Regions from separate parts of the Hordeum vulgare genome. Here region 2 is linked to region 1. A link is a contact called in public Hi-C data. All regions are on one chromosome and are shown on one strand. Each heading gives the region's core, a stretch centred on a gene start, on an enhancer-like site or on the middle of the called end of the contact. The rest is flanking DNA. Distances are from core to core; before and after follow the strand shown.

Region 1 (3,732 bases), core at 631-3,130:
ACAGACTGTATCTTCAGGAGTCAGCTCTCTCAAGTACTCAGGGTCAAACACAACAATAAAAGCCTTGCAGAACTTATATTGGGACTCTAGGCATGTAGACTCGCTCATACGAACGTACTCGTTAATGAGATCACCGAGCACTCCATATGCAAGCATTCAGATGGTGGCAATGCATTTCCGCTAAGAGGAAAACCAATATTTCCAACGACATCCACTTTGCACTCGAAATATCCATCGTAACCGACCACCCCCTCTCTAATACGATTGAAAAGATGTCAACTCATACGGAAAACGGCGGCGGAATTTCTGATGTTTGAACAACGGATTTGTTGCATCAAAGTAGTCCTTCCAAGGAAGGAGATGTCCGCTCTCTCGGTTGCGATTCAACGCCGGAAGGTGGACCAAAATGGAGCCACGGGACAGCGGCCGCTGGCTATTGATGTGGTGATGGACCAACATGGCAGCCAATATCTCCTCCTCGTCATCGGACGACGAATCGTCGGAGTCGTAAAGGAAATTGTCAAAAAAGAACTCGTCGGCGAAGTCCATTTTGTACCTTGGCAAACTGTCGAACAACTTGCGGGCGTCGACGAAGGAAACGGCCGGTGAAGGGAGTCGCGGCGCGCATGAACCAGCTAGCTGCCCTGCCGGCGTCAGACGAGCGTGTCGGTGAGGATATGATCGGGGCGGCGAGGCGGCTTCTTGGTCGCGGTCGCGGCTGTGTCGGGGGGGGGGGGAGCGGGGGAGGGAAGCAGTCGGTTCCCCGGCGGCAAGACAACGGTGACGGGCGACGTGGGAGGTGACGGCGTTGCTGAGCGGATGTTGTGGCGCCGACAGCTGGCAGAGTTATCGGAAAAAATGAGCGGCGGCAGCGGCGACGAAGAAGGCGAGGGTTGCTTTTGGATGGGGGAAGACCAACCTGCCACCAACCAGCGGGCCCGGGGAGGAGAAGGCGAACGCGCGCGCGTCCGTATCGTGTGTGCGGACGAAAAGCAGACACACGCTCATTTTAATTGTCACGTTGAACCGATTTTTATGTCCGAGTCAATCTAAACAACGAACGAAATTGATGGTCGTGTTAGAGCATCTCTAGTAGAACCCTCAAACCCTTAAAACAAAAACCAGTTTTAAGGGTTGAGAATTGCACATTTTTGACATTTTTAAGGGCAAACAGGGGCAAAGACTAGAACCCTCAAATCCAACCCTCAAAATCGAAATACAGTCAGGACCGCGCGCGCCGACTGCTGGAGCTCGCGCGCTGCTGCTGCTGCGGCGCCGCCGCGACGAGCTCCTTCTGCGGCAGGGAGAGGGAAGCGGAGGGGCGGCTGGCGCCGCGGCCAGGGCGGGGCGCGATGGCGTCCGGGGCGGGCGGGGCGCGACGGCGGCCTGGGCGGGCGCGGGGGGCGCGACGGCGGGCGGGGCGGGCGCGGGGGCGCGACGGCCGGGGCGCGGGGCGGCGGCCGGAGCGCGGGGGGAGGCGGGGTGGCGGCGGCCGAGGCAACTTCCTCGCGCGGGCGGGAACCAACTACCTCCCGCGCGAGGTGGGAAGTGGAGTGCGGGCCTCCCAACCCTCACTTCTACAGGCTTAAAACTAGTTTGAGGGTTGGACCTCTAAAAATATTTACGGGTTTAAGGGTTTAAGGGTTCTAGTCTACGCCGTTTTTCGGACGAAAACTGTAAAAAAGGCGGTTATTTTTAAGGGTTTGGGGGTTCTATTAGAGAGATGCTCTTGGAGTTGCAAAAATAAAAGTTCTGGCCGCGCGACGGACGTGGCACACGGGTCCGCCGCGAGCGGACACCAATGCAGAGGGAGGAGGGCAAATTCACAAACGCGACGCAACACGCAGCTGCCGATTAGTGGACTCAACTCGACTCGTCACTGCCCTCTGCTCGCCCATACGGTACTGCCACCGCGCCATTAACTGCCCGCATTGAAGCCACCCCGCTGCGCTCCAACTAACCTCCCCAGCTCCACGCCTTAAATGCGCGCCTCCCCTCGTTCCGATCCCCTTTCCTTCAAGCAAGCAACCGGGACCGGGAGTGAGAGGAAGTTGAGCTCTTTTGCTTCGTCGACGCTGGTTTTTGGTCCCTGACTGCTAGTCGAGATGTCCAAGATGACGGACGAGAAGGTGATTTCGGCGCCGGCGACGGGCGGAGGGGAGGACGGGCTGATCGCAGGGGACCTGTCAGCCGCGGAGGCGCGGGTCCGTCCGCTGGAGACGCTTTTGCGCGCCGCGCCTCTCGGGCTCTGCGTCGCCGCCATGGCCGTCATGCTCCGCGACACGCAGACCAACGAGTACGGCACCGTCTCCTACTCCGACCTCGGCGGATTCAAGTACGTTGCTCCCTCGCATCTGGACCCCTCCGTAGCTCGGGTTCATTAGCTCCTTAATTTCCGGTCTTTGCCGAGCTCCCTCACCAATTCATGTCCCTGTGTTTTTTTGGCACAAAATCGAAGGTACCTGGTCTATGCGAACGGGCTGTGCGCGGCCTACTCCCTCGTCTCCGCGTTCTACACTGCCGTGCCGCGGCCGGCGACGCTGTCCCGCTCCTGGATCGTCTTCCTCCTAGATCAGGTTATTCACTGGTTCCTCTGCTCTGCCTTGATAACTACTCCCCCGTTTCTAAATTATGAGTATATACATCCGCATGTAGTCGGTAGTAGAATCTCTGAAAAAACTTATATTTATGATTTAGGAACGGAGGGAGTATGATTAGAACAATATTTTGCAGCTTAGTTATGATGACTAGAGCCTTTTTACTTCAGTCAATTTTCCGATTTCGTTACTACTGTATGTATTAAAAAGTATAGTTCTGTAACAAAATCCATGCGTCAGTTTGGAGAGCTGAGGATATCAGTAGGTTTTATGACAAATTATTGGTACGACCTTTGATTTGTTCCAGCTAACTATCCCCTTTAGAGCACAGATGGAGGAGTCACCACCAGATCCTAGCTTTCCTGCACTGTAGAATTTTCCCAGTGACGGGAATCAGTTATCATTTATTCATGCTGATTAACGCGCAAGGTGGTTGTATGCAGGTGTTCACGTACCTGATCCTGGCGGCCGGCGCGGCATCGGCAGAGCTGCTCTACCTGGCATACAACGGCGACAAGGAGGTGACGTGGAGCGAGGCGTGCGGCGTGTTCGGCGGCTTCTGCAGGCAGGCCCGGACGTCGGTGGCCATCACCTTCGGCTCGGTCGTCTGCTACATCCTCCTCTCCCTCATCTCGTCCTACCGCCTCTTCAGCGCCTACGACGCACCCATGCCCTCGCTCGGCAACAAGGGCGTCGAGATCGCTGCCTTCCCGCGCTGAGCGGAGGGGATCCCTAGCTGCTGTGGCTTCAGGCTTTGGCTGCTTCATGGGTCAAAACTCGAAAGTCGAAACACGTACGTACGTAGTAGTATCGCTGTGTGTGTGTAGGCGAACGAAATAATCTGTAAGGGCTCATAGTTAATTTCAAGCTACATATAGTGCATCTGCCTCTTCTTTTTACTTGATTCTATATACTGTACTAGCTTTGAATCGTCTGCTGTGGTGGATTCATTGATGCGTTCCAAAAATGAGAACTTAGTTCCGATGCAGGGCACCCAGGTGATCAATGTATCTACAACGAGCTTCCTCCTCATTTGATGATTTCAGTTGCTTGTAAGGTGCTTGAAGCAAAGAAAAAAAAGAGTACTCGCTTGGTTCATAAATATACAAGATGTTCTAACTTTTTGTTGAATCGG
Region 2 (3,732 bases), core at 816-3,315, 280 kb after region 1:
ATGAAACCGAACCCGATACTCCGCCGAGGGTCATCATGGTGATTGGTAAATCTCCACCTGCGCCAGATTTCGCTAAATGCACAGCCCCAAGGTAGGAGCCAAATGTCGTGGTAATGATTCTAACAATGATACTAGGGGTAGGAATGAAACGGGGCGGAGCCTAGCTACGGCGCAAAGGTCACTCGGATTTAGCTAGTTCGGGCCCCTCTCGGAGAGGTAAAGACCCTCTGCCGCGTGCCCGAAGGATTGTGTTTTCTCTGAGGGGTGTGATTAGAACAGTGTGTTGAACCCTTCTCTAGGAGCTCGGGGTAGCTTATATAGAATGCACCACAATCGGCCGAGCGCCATTATAAAGGCTTTAAATGAGAGTAACTATAAGTGTTATTGGAAGCCGCCGTCTTAACTAAGGGCGTTATAGGTAACGTCCGTCTTGACATTACTTCATGCAAGGCTTTATGTCCTTTGGACGTTATAGCGCCATCGCCGTTCATACATCTTCTCTATCCGAGTGTTGGTATGAGATCGACTCGTGGAGCATGGTCCAAGTGACTTGGTGAATCCTTGTGGATCATGAATATGCACCCTAATGCATCTATAGTCCAAAGAGTTAATGACGATGTGGGACCATAGGTGGGCCCTTAATGTCCGGTCCGTGACGCTACCTCTCGTAGGTCACCTCATCACCCACCGCCTAACCGTAGCGTCCTCATCGGCGGTCGCCTGAAGAAGTAGCTCGTGTGCCCCCGGTGCCTCCGCTGCATGAAGCTGGAATTGGCGACGCCCCTGCTGGCACAGCCGCTGTGCCCCGATCGACGGGCCATCGTCGCCACCTCGACGCTGCCGCCCCCAGATAAAGAAGGAGGTGCCGTTCGCGACCGACAAGGCACGTGGCCGCATCGCGAGGCCAAGGTTTCGGTGGTTCCTCCGGCTCTCGGGTTGTGGTGTCCGAGGTCCAGTGCACGGTCGCTGCACCACGTTCGCCAAGATGAACATGGCGCCGAAATGGGTCCGTAATGACCCGCACCTTGTCGCGGCTTGGGCACTCGACCGTTCCGTGACAACAGCAAAGACGTCTGCGAGTCGTCGCCACCGCCTTGACGGCGAGCTCGCCAAGATAGGCGAGGCGTGCTCACTTAGCGACTGCTCCGCCAATGCTGGTCGCGGCAAGGCAGGGCTCCGAAGGCCACATCGACACTCGGTGCGACGACACTCCGCATGGCGCGGCAGGAGGCGGAGCGGCTCGTCCGCAAGCGGCAGGTAGCCGTCGAACAAGGTTGTCGCGGCCCTCCAGCGGTTCCGGCACTGAAGGGACCACGACGATGACGACACCGATGCGGCGTATGAGGTGGTCGTCCGGTATAGGGTTTAAGTTTTTTCTAGTTTTTTACTTAATCGGTCGAAATATCGATCGTTTTATGTAAATTGTATCCGAACTTAAATAAAATTCATCGTGTGCATCAATTTTGTCCGATTGATTCGAGTTATTGGCCGGATGTACACGATTAGCGTTGGATGTAGTTCTTCTACATCCGTGTTCATAGACCGGTATGTCCACGAACATATAAGGAGAAAATTTGTGGGTTGGCTTTGAAGGTGCCTTTATACCTACGCTTGATTTTTTGGTTTTCTATTTTCTACGTGGTTTGACGTTAACTTACATTTTTTTGGCTGCTCTTTTCTATCAACGGATAAGTAAACCTTTGCTTGTTTATTATGTTTTTTACTCATACGCACTCTTGGAATTTTACTTGGGTTAGATTTCTTCCATGTCTTCCCCGCAAAAAAAAAATAATAATAATCATCCATACCTTTCTTTTTGAGGGGAAGATTTCATCCATACCTAGTTCCGAGATTAGCCTTATAAAAATTAAAATAGCATCCTCTTGGTCTACGACCTGTAAGTAGTCAGCCGAATGGCACGGGTGGCCTACCGTTAGCAACAACCATCCGGCATGGTTAGCATTTCGATTTTGTAGAAGAGGCATCTCGGTCAATGAAACGGGGTTATACTCCTATTTTTGGGTTGTTGTTCTCCTCCCCCCACCTTCATATGAGAGGAGCATCACCTCCCCTTTTTGTCTTCCCAACATTCCCGCTCTCCTTCCTCCTGCCGCAGCTGTCGTGATACGGCAGCTGCTGCGACGCGGCAATCTGCCCACCCATTTGGAGGAGGGAAGGCAACGTTAACCTCGGCGCATTCGATAGCCAACACACATTACACCGTTACAGAGAAACAATTGCACAAGAAATGGCCAACAGCGGCAGAGAACACAAGCGCAGCGTTCCACGTCCACCACCATTGTCGCTCTTCATTGGTAGGGAGCAAGAGCCAGCGGTCACGCGGACGCACCCGGCCGCTGCCGACAACACCAACAAGAAGAGGATGCTGTCGAAGCAGCTGTCCATGAAGGAGACCACCCGGGAGGTCAAGTGGGAGAAGCGACGGCGGCAGATACAACGGCAGAGGAGCAGCATGGGCCTGTACGACGCCGACCGCGTTAACATGCACACCAATGCCAATGGTGTTACCGACGAGGACCTGGACGAGCTCAAGGGATCCATGGAGCTTGGCTTCGGCTTCAACGAGGAGAGCGGAGGCCAGAACCTCTGCGACACGCTCCCCGCCCTCGACCTGTATTTCGCCGTGAACCGGCAGCTGTCGGAGCCCAAGATGCGGGTGTGCAGCCGTTCGCTGCCATCCCTTTGTGTGGCGACATCCTCGTCATCCATGCACTCCGGCACGCCGAGCCCGGCCGGTAGCCCTACCGCTCAGCCCTCCCTCCTTGACTCCTTGAAAATTTGCAGTCCAGGTCAGTAACATTGTACGTTTCCTTGTTAATTTCTTCCTAGATTCCGAATGAATCATCAGCTTATGTTATGTGGTCGGTTGTTTGGTCCTTTGACCGATGCAGCCGGCGAGAACCCGCAGCTTATCAAGACAAGGCTAAGGCAGTGGGCTCAGGTAGTGGCTTGTTCAGTGAAGCACTCCAGCTGAGAACGCTAGCTACATTGATTGAACCACTCTTCCTGCAGAACCGCTGTACATCCGAGTGTTCCATTAGACGGCGAGGGAGAGGACATGACCGGTGGTGCAATTAACTCAACGCCGTAACCTTGTTGCTCTGGTGACGCGCGCCCATGGTTGTTGTGCATAGTTTAGTCTGTATGTATGTGTTGGCAACATTAATGCACCGTTCCCTGTATTCACAGGACAACATTTGATGCAAGGACATTCTTCTTGTTCACCAACTTCTTTAGAAACACTAACTCTTGCTGAAACATTGCCATAAAAAACTAGGCATGCACGCTGCAAGATATATTCGACTAAAACACAAACACTCACCCAAGGGGGCAGGACGAATATCCTCCGAAATCCACCATTAATTTGTTTTGTACAGATTGTAGGGGAGAAAAGTTGGACCGATCGAATTTCGGTTTCAGACTTTAGATGTGCATATGTAATACAACACTGAATATCTGAAATTAAATTGGGCGTTTCGGTATAGTACGTGCGCCTCTGACTGCTGAAGATGTTGGTTAAGTATGCATGTAAACTGTGAATTACTTGTCCATAACTCAAATCACATGATTTTCTCATCATCCATCATAAAATGTATGCTTTTGATTGGACTTAGCGCGAATCGCTCATGTGAGATAAAACAATCTTTTTTATGGATTCTCAAGCCTGGCCTCCCCCCGCAAAATAAAAATAAAGAGACGTGGCCTATTGGG

Evidence for each region. A called contact is a pair of places that touch in the nucleus more often than the background predicts.
Region 2: a contact with region 1 is called in a Hi-C map of leaf, with 4 times the contacts expected there. The contact joins the promoter of LOC123430151 here to the promoter of LOC123426403 in region 1. A contact is called at or near these places in 3 of 6 Hi-C or Micro-C datasets (leaf and seedling) and 1 of 1 datasets of contacts at active chromatin or transcription factors (embryo).

What each region holds. Positions count from the first base shown.
Region 1 is chr2H:395,382,035-395,385,766 of MorexV3_pseudomolecules_assembly, forward strand. It overlaps LOC123426403 (CASP-like protein 2A1), which reads left to right and starts at 1,881. Exons shown (of 3, transcript XM_045110238.1): 1 at 1,881-2,335; 2 at 2,459-2,576; 3 at 3,041-3,526. The coding sequence starts at 2,106. The coding sequence ends at 3,316.
Region 2 is chr2H:395,664,249-395,667,980 of MorexV3_pseudomolecules_assembly, forward strand. It overlaps LOC123430151, which reads left to right and starts at 2,066. Exons shown (of 2, transcript XM_045114051.1): 1 at 2,066-2,810; 2 at 2,913-3,245. The coding sequence starts at 2,249. The coding sequence ends at 2,995.